Linked DNA regions of Hordeum vulgare: region 2 is linked to region 1. Evidence: chromatin contacts called from public Hi-C data. All regions are on one chromosome and are shown on one strand. Each heading gives the region's core, a stretch centred on a gene start, on an enhancer-like site or on the middle of the called end of the contact. The rest is flanking DNA. Distances are from core to core; before and after follow the strand shown. Region 1 holds the start of LOC123401929 (SWI/SNF complex subunit SWI3B). Region 2 holds the start of LOC123404403 (brefeldin A-inhibited guanine nucleotide-exchange protein 1-like).

Region 1 (3,786 bases), core at 1,009-3,508:
TGACAATACAATATTCATATGAAGAGCAAGCCCACTCGACTTAAACTTATAAGCAACTATTCACATACATATGCAATTACCAGTTCCCAAAACAAAAGATACACCATTAAGTTTTCTATTTGCTCATCTGTCCCTGCGCCCTTTCTATGGTGTGTACATATCAAACCAGCTAAGCCAAAACCAACGATCAACCAGGAATATCTCCAATCCGAAAAACACATGGGCAGGCTCATAACTAAACGCTACCCTGGTGGCTTTCTCTATCAGATTAAGAACCCTTTACAAGATCAGGAAAGGTTGGGATGGTGTCAGGTTTAGAATAACTTTAACTGGCGATATTTGGAGAGGAAGAGGTTAGGGACTTGTGTGAGCACATTGAACTTACTGATGAGGTGGATTCAGTTAACTGGACACTAGATCCAGCTGTTTTCTCAGTAAAATTTCTTTATAAAACTGTGTAACTTGCGTTTCTGGGGCTTCCACAGATTTTTTTTGTGGAAAATTAAAATTCCCTTAAAATTCAAGGCTTTCCTGTGGCTGGTCCTGAGTCAAAGAGGGTGGGAGGGAAATCAATCATGTCAATTCTGTGGAATAATAAGACTAATGATCATCTCCTTTTTTCATGCCCCCTAGGAAGTTACACATAGAACATAGACTGCTGTGCGTTTGTTTTTCAGGGAAGTACAACCTCTTGTTGATCATCTGTTTGGTGGATGGTTACAACAGTTCCATTGACAAGTTTGGATTTTGGTGTCCGTTGGCATGCCAGCAGTTTTATGGTTATAGTATGGAGGAAATGTCGTAACAATTCCTACTCGTGTGCTGATTAACTGGACAACCGGGTTGTTGTTACTAACTTGATTGGTCACTGGATGATTGGCATGGTCGATTTGCAGACAAAGGAGCAAAACAGAGATGTTCTCAATTGGTACAAAGGCGAAAGGATGGCAGTCTACAGCACAAAGGCTTATGTGAGACGGTGCGGATAGTTTTGCTTGTGGCTGTGCTTTTCACTGGCTTGTGTATGGTAGTTTGTAAGGTTGCTGTATAGGATATTCTGTTTTACACATCACCGTGTTTGCTGGTAGACATTGCCTTTTGCTTACTTATCTTTTGGCATGTGTACCAGTTACTTTCCTGTTTACTTTCGTTGTACTGAACTGCTTTGGTTTCTGGTAATAAAACCAGGTGTTTTCCCCTTGTTAAAAAGAACCCGTTCCCCCAGTTACACTACATAAATAATATGAATATTCATAATCTGCGGCTTAATGTAGTGCTTTTTATAATGGCAGAAAACCTAAACAGGTCACTATAGCCAATTATTAGAAGTACTTATATGAATGAGCTAAGATAGTTCTAACCAGATACTACAAATAATGCATACTATGCACATATTACATAAACTGAAATGCAAGTTTACACAGCACTTGACAGTCAAAACAATGGCAAATCACTCACCTTCTCGCAGGTGAAATAGGCAGAGCCGCAGACGCTGCGGCACCCTACGCAGAGCTTCTTGGGTGTGGTTGGTCCAGCAGGCAATGAAGACTGAGAAGTCGCCCCTTCCTCCCTCTTGTCTTTCCCCTGCTTCGCCCCCAGCGGAGGAGCACCATGGTTGATGAGGCCCCATTCTTCAAGGAAGTCAAACACACGGCGCACAGAGCCAACGTCGCCGATAAGGCCCCGCCTGGCCTCGGTGAGCGTGAGCCGCCGCGCTGGCCTTGCCCGGAACCTCTTGACGAGGGAGTTGCGATAGTACTTGTAGGCTTCCGGGCCCCGTGACCCAGACACCACGGCGACCTCCCCTTCGAAGAACTCTGGCAACAGGCGGCGCTCCGTGTCGCTGATGCTGTCGTACGAGAACCACCCTGCAAGCGCAACCCTCGGTCAGATAGGGTTCTAGGTCTTCGCCTTCACTAGACGCGAAAGTGCTGGTGAGGGCGGGACTGGGGCGGGACGCCGGGAGAGGAGGTCACCTGAGTAGCTAGGGACGGTGATGACGTGCGGCGAGTCCTCGGCTGAGGCTCCCACGGCGGGTACTCCGGCGGCGGTGGCGGCCGAGGTGGAGGCGGGAGGGATCTCCGTCTTGAGGGTACCGGCAGTGGACGGGGGCTGGGAGAAGGGTGGCGCCTTGAACGGCGACCGCGTAGGCGTCGGCGCGGAGTTGGCTGTGGCCGGGGGCACCGGAGCCGGCGGTGTGGCCATCGGAGACGAGGCAGCCGGTGGAGCCTTCTCCCGGTCCGTTTCCTCCGACGGCGCTAAGCGTGTAGTTTGGGCCTTATCTTTTACTCGCAACGAGGCCGCCGTTGCGTTACGGTTTGGGCCTTGGGAGATTTGGTTAAAAGAGCCCAGCTACGGCGATCCCACACAGAGCGTTCGTTCCTCGCGTGATGCGAGTTTAGTCCCACCTCGCTTGCGCTGAGCGGAGGGAGCCGGGAGAGGTGTATAAAAGAAGAGGCTGGGCAGCAGGAGAACTCATACCTTTCTCGGCCTTTTGGCTAAGATCAAGTGTAGTATCTGTTCTTATCAGTTTAATATCTGATATGTGGGCAATGTGCCCATAACGATATTAAATTTATTTTTTGTGGGGGTGGGTCCACCACAGTAGCTTGCTACTGGGACCCACAAGCGTCGCCTGGGCGTTGCACTGCTGCCCTGGCCCGGAGCACCCCAACCAAAACCAGTCAAATTTTTTCAGGAAAGCAATTTACTCTGGTGTAGACTGGTGATAGTAATAAGTTACAAAAGGCCAGTGCCAACAATACTACTTCCAGTGCACCATTAAAATTAAAAATGACTCGGTAGGCCGCAAAAAGCACAACTCCAACTTCGTTGTGTAAGATCATACCAGTCCCTGCTGAACCATCGAGTGGTGAGAACGATCCATCTACATCTACAGACAGGGCCAAAATCCAGTCGGAGGCCGTGGCCAAGGGTCAGGAACTGCATCTCCTGTACAGTGCGCTTCCGACTGAATAAAGTCGAGAGGCATCTTCCCTTTTATTCTTCAGTACTGGAATTTCTAGCATGGGATAATGATCTTAAATAGCTGTCTAGGAAGTCAACCGATGGTACACTTTTTCCATGCACTCAACTGCCAAATACGCCAGATTAAGATGATGACCATGTCACGCACCTGTTCAGAGCAGTTTGCCAAAACATGTACTGTAGTAGCCATTCAGGGCCATTGTCTATGAGCAGCTCATTGGACGGAAGTGGCAAGATGGACCTCACCGTGTCCCATAAAATCCTGGCATGACCACATGTTACTAACGCATGAAAAGTTCCTTCCTTTTCCACACCACAAAGCATGCATGTATCACGTGTACTTACGTGGCGGTAAGACTTGCATTGGTTGGTCGCCAGTGCGACCGCCGCTACCTTCGACGCGCACACACGCATCTTCAACGGCCCCTTCGCTTGCCAAATACAGTTCCATAGCGACCGTTCCCCGTCGGGCTGAGAGCTGGACGCACCAGAATCAGACTTCATTGCTAACTTATACGCACTTTTTACAGTAAAACAACCAGTTTTCTTCGGCGCCCACGCAATGAAGTCTTGCATGTTTCGGAGAGAAGTGCGAATTTTTAGTATATGTTGTACGTTCATCGATCAGAAATACTCTTGTAGTCGCTGCATGTGCCATGAACCATTGTCATTTAGAAAATCTGACACCCTATTCAATCTGCAATTTCTCTTTTGTGTCACTCGCCTGAAATCATTACCACGTGGTGTCCAGGGGTCCCTCCAAGCACGAATTGATTTGCCATCTCCTACTCTTCATAT
Region 2 (3,645 bases), core at 946-3,445, 180 kb after region 1:
GAGAACAGAAAGATAAAAACTAACCTAGCATTGGCACACTTTTAAGACAGAGCTCATGCACCCTCACACGTTCCTTTGGGACACCAGAGAGGCCTTGTAGAAGAACCTCCAGAGCTTCAACATGCTGCATAGTGCATACCCAAAGGAAAAAAAAGAGTTAAGAGTAATGACATTCACATATAAAAACTATATGCAGCCTAAATGAATGTTGAGATGAATCAAACCACCCTTTACTGTAAATAAACAACATATAATCATGTGATTCGTCCAACTGTACAGCACTATTTTATATTATATCATAAGTAGTGCTCTCAAAGTGGAGAAATACAGTTGACATACCATATATGGTGGTCTGCATGATCTACCCATCATTTTTGTGATATACTTTTTTCGTGTTCGAAATTCATGCTGAGTGTCTACAAATTTGTCATGGAGATGGAGATGATGAACCAATAAAAAATCTACTCCCTATAAACATGAAATTCAGATATCACTTTACACTTAAGGTAGAAATAACAACTTTATTATCTTCTTAAGTACTCCCTCTGTAAAGAAATATAAGCACGTTTAGATCACTAAAGTAGTGATCCGAACGCTCTTATATTTCTTTACGGAGGGAGCACACATTAAGGAGGGATAAATAAACTCAGCAGGTGAATGGATTTTACATGTAATTGTAGTTCAACACGAGGTAGCTGACGGACCCAGGGTTAGCATACATCTTATCTTTTTTCTTCCTAATAAAGGGATATCATAAATCTTACAGCTATAGAGACTCTTCTCATGAGAAGGCAATTGATAAACTAATGCAGAAAGATAGTTATACTGACAACTCCAACCCGAAATAAATACCCTAGATGAATGGAGTCAAATATGTGGAACTGAATTTCCCTTTACTGTAAACAAACTACACAGATTATGTGATTTCTCCAACTGTACATCAAATCTATCTAATATATTATAATACAAGAAGTAGTGCCCTCAAAGTGGAGCAATGGACATATTGTGGTCAGCATGATCTAAATACCAACTTTGTGACATTTTTGTTAAAAGTGTCGTGTTGTTTCATTCTGATAAGTGACTAACAATTTGTGATGGGGAGTTGGAGACAACGAATCAATGAACAATACTAGCATTATTTATGAACATAAATTTCTGATGCCACTTCATGTTTATAGAAGAAATAGAAGTTAATTATCCTCTTCCGAACAGATTAGGGAGGGTTAACCAGGTTTGAGATCGGCAACTGCCGCCTTCTAGCCTAAATCTTAACATAAGTACAGTTAAAGGGACCCCTCCCCATGAGAAGATAATAAATAAATTAGTGTGTGGAGATAGTTGTTGTGACAACTCCAACAAATCAATATTCAAAACAAACTAAGAGAATTTATTTAACTGTAAAGATGAAATTCTAGATACCACATCATAAGCGATGGATACATCTAAAAAAAATCAATATCCAAAATCATGACTGCAACCTGAAAGGCCAAAGGGCCTGTGTGCCAAAACTCTTATCAAATACATATACAAGAAGAGAGCACAAAAGGCCAAGTCTCATCAACAAAAGTTGGCGCATGTCACTAGAGGCACCAAGAAGATGTGCCATCCTACGACGAATCATAATACAGTAGATGAATACCACACATAAATCGTCGCTCTGCCTATGCTTTGACATATGATTTTCCCGCTCCTTGTTCAAATCAGTCATGCATTACAGCATCCTTGACAAGTTACAATTCCGTATGAAACAGTCAAACATCACATGTTTTTTTGTTTTTGGCAACAAGTAGAGTTCACTTGCACTACCCTAACAGCAATGGATAGCTACTGCACACATGAATGAATCTCTACAAAACAGACAAAGGAGACACAGTACCTGGGTCTCGATGATACCCTGCACCACGCACTCCATCGGCCAGGGGCGGATCCAGGCGGCACCCCGAAATCGCGAACGTCAGCGGGGTATCGCGGCGACGGGGACGAAGCGCGTGACGGGCGGGAGGCGTAAGCGCTGGGGAAGGGTACGGGGGCGGGGGCGGGGGCGGGAGCGCGTCGTCGGCGGCGACGCTGAGGTGCGGCACGGCGGCCGCTGTTACTGTTAGGGCACGAGGGGGTTGACTCTCGGAGGGGAGAAGCCGAGGCGACGAGAATACCAGAAAGTGCAGGGAGCAGAGTGCTAAACCGCACTAGTTAAGTTCGGGTAACGCTCCGCCCAGGAAAGTTGGGCAGTGGCCCTCGCGGGGGGCGGGAATCCCAGTCCTACCCCTCCTCCTTCCTCTCTTCCATTCCACCCCACGCGCACGCACGGACACGCCCGTCACCACCTCCCTCCCTCGCATTCCCATTTGTTCCACACCTCTTCCTCCCCCGGTCCCTCTCAGATCTCTCTGCCTCCAATGACCACCGCCGCGGCCAAGACCAGCGCGTAGCGGCCTCCCTCCCACCCTCTCTCTCCCCTCCGGGAGCGCCCCATTCCCGCCATGGCGTCCCCCACGGCGCCGCTGGGCGGCTCAACCCCGTCGGGCCGCGTGCTCGGCCCCGCGCTCGACCGCATCATCAAAAACGCCGCGTGGCGGAAGCACTCGGCGCTCGTCGCCGCCGCCAAGTCGGCGCTCGACCTCCTCTCCTCCTCCTCCTACCACTCGCCCGACCCGACCTCGCCCAACCCCTCGCCGCTCCTCGGCCTGCCCGTCGCCGCGGCCGCCGCCTCGCTCCACGCGCTGATCCTCGCGCTCGAGTCCGCCTCCCCCAAGGTCGCCGACCCCGCGCTCGACTGCGTCGCCAAGCTCCTCTACCACCGCCTTCTCCTCGGCGACCTCGGCGCCGCCGCCGACGACTCCCCCGCCTCCAAGCTCCTCGCCGCCGTCCTCTCCTGCGGCGCCCTCAACGACGACGCCATGGAGCTCGCCACCCTCCGCGTGCTCGTCGCCGCCGCGCGCTGCCCCTCCATCGCCATCCGCGGCGACGGCCTCGGCCAAATGCTCAAGACCTGCTACAACATATACCTGAGCAGCAGCAGCGGCGCCAACCAGATGTGCGCCAAGCTGGCGCTCGCCCAGGTGCTGGTCATCGTGTTCGCGCGCGTGGAGGTGGACTCCATGGACGTCCGCGTGCCCACGGTGTCCATCACGGACATGATGGACGTGTCTGATCGCAGCCTCAACGACTCAGGCATCGTGCAGGTGGCACAGGGGTTTATAAATGATGCCATGGAGGGGAGTGACGTCCCGGAGCCAGGGACCCCGGTGGCGATGGCTGAGGTGGATGAGAAGGATGATGAGGGGATGAGCAAGATCAGGGAGGATGGGTTAGCACTCTTCAAGAACCTCTGCAAGCTGTCAATGAAGTTCTCAACACCTGATAACCCCGAGGACCAGGTGCTGTTGCGGGGGAAGGTGTTATCTCTCGAGTTGCTCAAGATGGTCGTGGACAATGCTGGCCCATTCTGGAGAATCAATGAAAAGTATGATCACGATTGCTCTTGTTTCACTTATTATATGCATTTTAACAACAGTTCAACTTGTTGCATTTTCTATCTGCACAAGTATTTCTACTGCAGTCAATTGCAAGATTGTTGATGGCTCAAACAACTATGCCAAGGAAGGCATAAAATAGGCAATGCAGAAACATACACTAGTACTAGCT

What was found. Hi-C and Micro-C count contacts between places; a contact is called where the count stands out from the background.
Region 2: a Hi-C map of leaf shows a contact between it and region 1, with 2.9 times the contacts expected there. The contact joins the promoter of LOC123404403 here to the promoter of LOC123401929 in region 1. A contact is called at or near these places in 4 of 6 Hi-C or Micro-C datasets (leaf and seedling) and 1 of 1 datasets of contacts at active chromatin or transcription factors (embryo).

The regions. Positions count from the first base shown.
Region 1 is chr6H:153,835,442-153,839,227 of MorexV3_pseudomolecules_assembly, forward strand. LOC123401929 (SWI/SNF complex subunit SWI3B) reads right to left here and starts at 2,259. Exons shown (of 6, transcript XM_045095796.1): 1 at 1,977-2,259; 2 at 1,459-1,868. The coding sequence starts at 2,205. It overlaps LOC123406452 (a small nuclear RNA gene), which reads left to right and starts at 2,478; the gene lies at 2,478-2,674.
Region 2 is chr6H:154,020,094-154,023,738 of MorexV3_pseudomolecules_assembly, forward strand. LOC123404403 (brefeldin A-inhibited guanine nucleotide-exchange protein 1-like) reads left to right here and starts at 2,196. Exons shown (of 12, transcript XM_045098327.1): 1 at 2,196-3,463. The coding sequence starts at 2,481. It overlaps LOC123404404 (mediator of RNA polymerase II transcription subunit 18), which reads right to left and starts at 1,964. Exons shown (of 5, transcript XM_045098328.1): 1 at 1,877-1,964; 2 at 25-124. The coding sequence starts at 1,912.